Regions from separate parts of the Pan troglodytes genome. Here region 1 is linked to region 2. A link is a contact called in public Hi-C data. All regions are on one chromosome and are shown on one strand. The core of a region is the stretch at or near the end of the contact, and the rest is flanking DNA. Distances in the headings are between cores, read along the strand shown. Region 1 holds the start of ASB6 (ankyrin repeat and SOCS box containing 6). Region 2 overlaps PRRX2 (paired related homeobox 2).

Evidence for each region. Hi-C and Micro-C count contacts between places; a contact is called where the count stands out from the background.
Region 1: a Hi-C map of induced pluripotent stem cells shows a contact between it and region 2, with 1.9 times the contacts expected there. The contact joins the promoter of ASB6 here to the enhancer-like site in region 2. A contact is called at or near these places in 4 of 7 Hi-C or Micro-C datasets (blood, induced pluripotent stem cells and stem cell-derived neural progenitor cells) and 1 of 1 datasets of contacts at active chromatin or transcription factors (stem cell-derived excitatory neurons).

What each region holds. Positions count from the first base shown.
Region 1 is chr11:8,812,473-8,815,672 of NHGRI_mPanTro3-v2.0_pri, reverse strand. It overlaps ASB6 (ankyrin repeat and SOCS box containing 6), which reads right to left and starts at 1,718. Exons shown (of 6, transcript XM_001163675.6): 1 at 1,151-1,718. The coding sequence starts at 1,263.
Region 2 is chr11:8,733,068-8,736,635 of NHGRI_mPanTro3-v2.0_pri, reverse strand. PRRX2 (paired related homeobox 2) reads left to right here. Exons shown (of 4, transcript XM_016961831.4): 2 at 1-167; 3 at 1,363-1,541; 4 at 2,979-3,436. The coding sequence ends at 3,114. Among named protein-coding and RNA genes, the nearest start is that of PRRX2, 56 kb to the left of the region's middle. Within about 2 kb of position 1,550, at least 2 of the 24 cell types and tissues checked have an H3K27ac peak or open chromatin away from gene starts, as enhancers often do. A contact at or near this core is called in induced pluripotent stem cells, where this site is marked.

The DNA of each region.
Region 1 (3,200 bases), core at 469-2,968, 79 kb before region 2:
GGCTGAGGGTAGGCACAGCTGTGGGACCGGGTGACCGCGCAGCCTGTGGGTTGGTGGGCTTTAGTCCTGCTATCATCATCAGCAAGCAGGGCCCTGGCTCTGTGGGTCACAGGGGCTTGGGGGAAGCTCTGAAGTAGAGAGAGGGCCACGCTGCATCTCTTAAGACGGGAGCAGACTGGGATTTGCGGAGAATGGGCTGGGTCTGTCTGCGCTCTCCTCCCGCGTTGCCCAGAGTCTGGTCGCAGACTTAGGTACAAAGCCTCACACAGCTGGGCTGCTGGGACTGAAGGGACCACCAGCCTGGAGGCCAAGAGCCCAAGCCCGACTTTGATGCTTCTTCCTCAGAAAGCCCTTCCATCCTCAAACCTGCAGGACCCCAGCCCCGGCAACACCTGCAGCCAGGACAGCAACACAGCCTCCTCCCTCCCCTCACATTGAGACCTTCAGCTGATATTGATGAAGAAAGCCTACGTTTCTACCAGAGTCCCTGGATGGCGAGACTCATCATTACCACGTGTTGGAAATTCCAACTGACAACCCCCTCAACACCTGAGCCGAGCCCCTTCCTTCTGCTCTCCCCTCCCTTCCACCTCGCGTGCCGCCGTACAATTACTTGTCAGTCTCTCCTCTGGAGCACACGCGCCAAGAAGGCGGGGGTTTTGCTGAGCCACTGATGGACCCCAAGTGCCTAGTACCATGGGCAGTGAATGCAGATTCGCTCCCGACACCTTTCCTGCAGGTCCACGACAGACCAGCTCTTGTCTATAAAAACGCAAACTCTGCTACAAAAGCCCACCTTCACACTGCTCTGGGGTAACATCTGAGGCCTCACGGATTCCACCCTGCTCCTCTGCCACGCCGGGGGGGTGGCACAGGACAGGCAGGCGACAGGGTGGGGCTGAGGCGCAGGCCCTGCGACAACCCGCGGGCCTCCGCCCTCGGGCCCTCCTCGCCCTTCGTCTCCGCCATGCAAGGGGCAGGAGTGGGATCCGCGCGGGGCAGCGAGCACTCCGAGCCACGCAACCCCGGCTTCCGCCCGTCCCTTCCTCTGTCAAGGGGGACGCATCCACCCCGCCCGGCTTGTGGTGATAAAGTGGGACGCTGCGGGGTCGGAGCGGCCTCGGCCAGCTCACGGGAGGGGGTGAGTTACCGGTCCAGAGACTCCTGCCGCTCGGGGTCCTGGATCCCCAGGGAGCCCAGAATCGCATCCACCAGCGGCTGGTACTCGAAAATGATCCTCCGGAAGCCGTGCAGGAACGGCATCGCCGTGGGCCCCGCGCAGCAGGGCGGTCGCGCTTTCTGCCGAGGCCGAGATGCCCAGACGCCGACCGGAACGCTCCGGCGGCCGCGGACCCCACCTGCTCCGCCAGTCCAGCCCCTGCGCCCGGCCGGGTCCGCTCCTCAGTCCAAGCCGCGCCCCCGCCGGAAGTGACCCTCGTACTTCCTGCCCGCGCCGACTCAGGGTGGGCCACATGGCGACAGCGCCCCCTGCGGGCTCGGAGGACCTCGGCGCGTCCTGGGGCACGACCGCCAGGCCGACTCGGACGATGTCCAGTGGGCGGCCCCAGCGGAGTCGGGGAGTGGAGGATCGAGCCAAGCCAGATCCGAGACTCAGGCGGGTCCGCCCCTTCCTGCCAGGGCCCGGCCCGGCTCGGCTTCGCCCTGCGATCCCGCCCGCGACCGCTGGGCGCCGTCCGAGTTCCGCCGGTCGTGCTCTCGGCCCTGCCGCTGCCCCACTGGCCCTGGGCGCCCCTGAGAGCTGAGGTCATCAGACACTGCCCCTTCCGGTTCGGGCTGGCCCTCGCCTTCCGTGAAGAGGGGCTGGGCCACCTCTGTCACCACCCGGCCCGCTGACTGGAATGATGAGGACCAGGGTACTCGCACGTCCCCTCCTCAGTTTCTTATTCTCTGTCCCGGGGAGCACCTGGCCAGGACGGCTGCTAGCCCTCTCCACCTCTGCCTTGATGGACTCAGTGAATCTTGTTTTTTGTTGTTGTTGTTTTTGTTTTTTGGGGGGACGTAGTCTCGCTCTGTCGCCCAGGCTGGAGTGCAATGGCACGATCTCGGCTCACTGCAACCTCCGCCTCCCGGGTTCAAGCGATTCTCCTGCCTCAGCCTCCCGAGTAGCTGGGATTACAGGCGCTGGCCACCACGCCCAGCTTATTCTTGTATTTTTAGTAGAGACAGGGTTTCACCATATTGGCCAGGCTGGTCTCGAACTCCTGACCTCGTGATCCTCCCACCTCGGCCTCCCAAAGTGCTGGGATTACAGGCATGAGCCACGGTGCCCAGCCCGAATCTTGTGTATTTTTTAGAGACAGGGTCTCACTCTGTCTCCCAGGCTGGAGTGTAGTGTAGTGATCATGACTCACTGCAGCTTTGAACCCCTGGGCTCAGGTGATCCTCCCACCTCAGCCTCCTGAGAAGCTGGGAACACAGGAGTGTGCTACCGCCTGTCTCTGAACTTGGATTTCCCCATCTGTAAAATGGGTAGAATCCCCAGCACTTTGAGAGGCCGAGGCAGGTGGATCACCTGAGGTCAGAAGTTCGAAGCTGCAGACCGGCCTGGCCAATATGATGAAACCCTGTCTCTACTAAAAATACAAAAATTCCCCGGGCGTGGTGGCAGGCGCCTGTAATCCCAGCTACTTGGGAGGCTGAGGCAGGAGAATTGCTTGAACCCGGGAGGCGGAGGTTGCAGTGAGTGGAGATCGCACCATCACACTCCAGCCTGGGCAATAAGAACGAAACTCTGTCTCAAAAAAAAAAAAAAAAAAGTATAATCACACTCACCTGAGATGCTGGAGCCAGCGCACTGTAATTGTTGGTGGAAGTGGAATTCAGTGGGAAGGAGCCAAAACCCTCTGGTTCAGGAAGGAGGGGCGGAGTGGGCAGCCGGGTTTAAGCCCCTTTAGGACAACACCAGCTTGGGCTTCCTAGACGCAGCTCCAGGCCGCAGAGTCCACAGCTGCCAGCACATTTCTGCCTTGGTTCTCACTGCAGGAAAGAAATTTCTCCCTGGGTGAAATCGGGAAATTCTGCTCACATGGAAATGGACATTTCCAGCTTGCCTTGGAAAAACCACTTTTCTGGAGTCGAGGCACCTCCCCTTGGGCCACGCATTTGAGCCTCCTCTCCCATCTGGAGTCTGCGGGGGAGGCCTTGATGCCTTCTTGCTTCTGGGAAGCTGACGATGAAGA
Region 2 (3,568 bases), core at 301-2,800:
GCGGTAGCGCCGCCAAGCGGAAGAAGAAGCAGCGGCGGAACCGCACCACGTTCAACAGCAGCCAACTGCAGGCGCTGGAGCGCGTGTTCGAGCGCACGCACTACCCCGACGCCTTTGTGCGCGAGGAGCTTGCCCGGCGCGTCAACCTCAGCGAGGCGCGCGTTCAGGTGAGCGCTCAGTCCCGGGCCTCCCGTGGGAGCGTGCGCGTGGGAGCGCACAGCCACTGTTCACCCGGGATTACACAGTTGCCCAGGAGGGGTGTTTGAGCAGGAGCATCTGAGGCCAGGAGGATGGGGGTTCAGATCCCAGCCCTGCCACTTACTGGCTGTGTGACCTTGAGCAAGTGACTTAAGCTGTCTGTGCTGCAGGCACCTGCCTACCTGGAAAATGAGGATCACGTAGGTCTTTGCTATAGGGGTCCTTCGAGAATTAGAGTTAAAATTTTCATAAAGCGGCCAGGCACAGTGGCTCATGCCTATAATCCCAGCACTTTGAGAGGCCGAGGTGGGTGGATCACTTGAGGCTAGGAGTTTGAGACCAGCCTGGCCAACATGATGAAACCCCATCTTTACTAAAAGTACAAAAATTATCCGGGCGTGCTGGCATGCGCCTGTAATCCCAGCTGCTTGGGTGGCTGAGGCAGGAGAATCGCTTGAACTCGGGAGGTAGAGGTTGCAGTAAGCTGAGATTGCGCCACTGCACTCCAGCCTGGGTGACAGAGTGAGACCCTGTCTCAATAAATAAACAAACAAATAAAAATAAATTTTCGTAAAGCGCTTAGAACAATGCCTGGCACAAAGGGTTCTGGTAAAGAAGTCCTTTTCCAGTTTCAAGTTCTTACTCTGTGCCAGCACTGAGCCGAGTGCTCAGCAAGCGCCTCTCTCCCCGAGTGCTCAGCAAGCGCCACTCCCCCCGAGTGCTCAGCAAGCGCCTCTCCCCGCGAGTCCTCAGCAAGCGCCTCTTCCCGCGAGTGCTCAGCAAGCCCCTCTCCCCGCGAGTGCTCAGCAAGAGCCTCTCCCCCCGAGTGCTCAGCAAGCGCCTCTCCCCCCGAGTGCTCAGCAAGCGCCTCTCCCCGCGAGTGCTCAGCAAGCACCTCGCTCCCAGTGGCCAAGTGCCTCTCCATTCGTTCTCATTCTCCAACACATTCTCCATTCATTCTCCATTCATTGGTGTTCTCAATCTCCAACACATACCCAGCAGCAGGCGTCATTTGTCATCCCCATTCTACAGATGAAAAAACTAAGGGTCAGAGAGGTGACACTGCCAGCCCTGGGCTGGTGACAGAGCAGGCACACACCCAGATCCAGAAGGACTTGGGTCCCCCCTGCCCATGCTGCACCCTGCTCACCCTCCCACCCACAGGTCTGGTTTCAGAACCGCCGCGCCAAGTTCCGCAGGAATGAAAGGGCCATGCTGGCCAGCCGCTCTGCCTCGCTGCTCAAGTCCTACAGCCAGGAGGCCGCCATCGAGCAGCCTGTGGCTCCCCGGCCCACCGCCCTGAGTCCAGATTATCTCTCCTGGACAGCCTCGTCCCCCTACAGGTGAGAGCGGGAACACCTTTGGGCCAGGAAGGGGCAGCTCGAGGAATCCCAGAGGGCTTTTCCGGCCTGGACTCCTCTGAGGGTCTGGAGAGAGCTTGAATGGTGTCCACGTGCCCCTGGGATCTGGGGTACACCAAGTGATGTGTGGCGAGTGTGCCTGTGAGTGGGTGTTCATGAGCACCTGCACGTGCATGTTGTAAGAGTTGGCATGTGTGTGTGTCAATGTACATGTGCGCACACATGACTGTGAGTGTGCATGCACATGCCTGCATATGCAAAGGAGCGTGCAAGCATGCGTGTCCACAGGGGTGTGAGTGTGTGTGTGAACACCTGGAGCCGGGAGAAAACAGGCCTATCTGGAGGGGGAGCAAAGTACAGGCATCACCCTGAGGGAGTAGAAAACCTGCAGGAAGATTCCTAGGCTGTCACGGGGGCCCCAGCGCCGTGTCCACCCTCCAGACGAGAAACTGAGGCTGGGAGGGCTGAGGAAATGGTCTCCCTGGCCTGCAGGCATGGCTGGGGCCCAGAGCTAAGTTCTGGGCAGTTTTGTCTGGATCAAAGCTGGAAAGACTCTGACATGGTCGGCAGGAGGTGCTCGAGAGTCGGGCCACCATACCCCACAGCTCCAGAGGCGCCGTCTGCTCCTTGGGCTGTGAGGGTGGCTCTGCTGGAGCCATGGTCATGTGGGGGGACAGGGATTTCGTGGGTCCGCTTAAGGGATCTTAGTCCTCACCGCCCTCCTAACTTCCCTCCCTATTCATCGTTACATGGGGCAGGAAAACCAAGGGGCATCCTTATTTATTTATGTATTTATTTTTGAGACAGAGTCTCGCTCTGTCACCCAGGCTGGAGGGCAGTAGTGCAATCTCAGCTCACTGCAACCTCCGCCTCCCAGGCTCAAGCAATTCTCCTGCCTCAGCCTCTTGGGTAGGTGGGATTACAAACGCCCGTCACCACGCCCAGCTAATTGTTTGTATTTTTAGTAGAGACAGGGTTTCAACATGTTGGCCAGGCTGGTCTCGAACTCCTGATCTCAGGTGATCCATCCACTTCGGCCTTCCAAAGTGTTGGGATTACAGGCGTGAGCCACCACGCTTGGCCCCAAGGGGCATCCTCAAATCCAGGTGCCTGTTCATTCTGCCTCCATCCTGCTGTGAGCCAGGCCCAGGGTACACATGGAGGGGGGCATGGACCCACCCAGGCCCTGCTGTCAGGAAGCTCATGGCTCATATGGAGGCTCCTGTGTCCCAGCACTGAGCTGGGGGGACTTCTGACCCCTGCCCAAACCCTACAGCTCCAAATCACCCCCAATCCTGGGTGAAGGCTGCCCAGGAGAGCAAGCTAAGGAGGGGGGTGGCAGGACCAGAGGCTGGGGTCGAGCACTGACACCCAGAAGCCAACCGCACCCATGTGACCTGTGTCTCATGTCGCCCCCAGCACAGTGCCACCCTACAGCCCTGGGAGCTCAGGCCCCGCAACCCCAGGGGTCAACATGGCCAACAGCATCGCCAGCCTCCGTCTCAAGGCCAAGGAGTTCAGCCTGCACCACAGCCAGGTGCCTACAGTGAACTGAAGTCCAGTCCCACCAGGACCCAGACGCCTCCCTGGGTGGACAGCAATAGAAAAGGGGGCAGACGCCCAGGAAGTGACCTTTTCCTGGATGGGCTCTCCTGGCCCGTCTCTCCAGCCTGGACTCCCGAGCCCACGAGGCTGTTGAGGCCCCCGCAGCCGGGCCCAGCTCTTCTGTCCTCGGCCACCAGAGACTGCAGCCCACAACCCTTGGAGGGGTTGGGCCGGAAGGTGGAAGAGCCTGCCAAGGACCTCATTTAGTTTGTGTATTAAAACCAAAAAGCTTTTGTCTTTAAGAAATAAAACCATTTTTTTAAGCCCCAAAAGGTTGCAGGAAGGTGGGTAAGGGCCGCAAACAATGTTGGTGGCTGAGATGAGAGCTGGGACCCCACAGGGCTGGATGGCCTTCCCGGGCCCTTTTCTGGCCTGCAGCAGGCATGGAGACCGCCTCGGCCTGG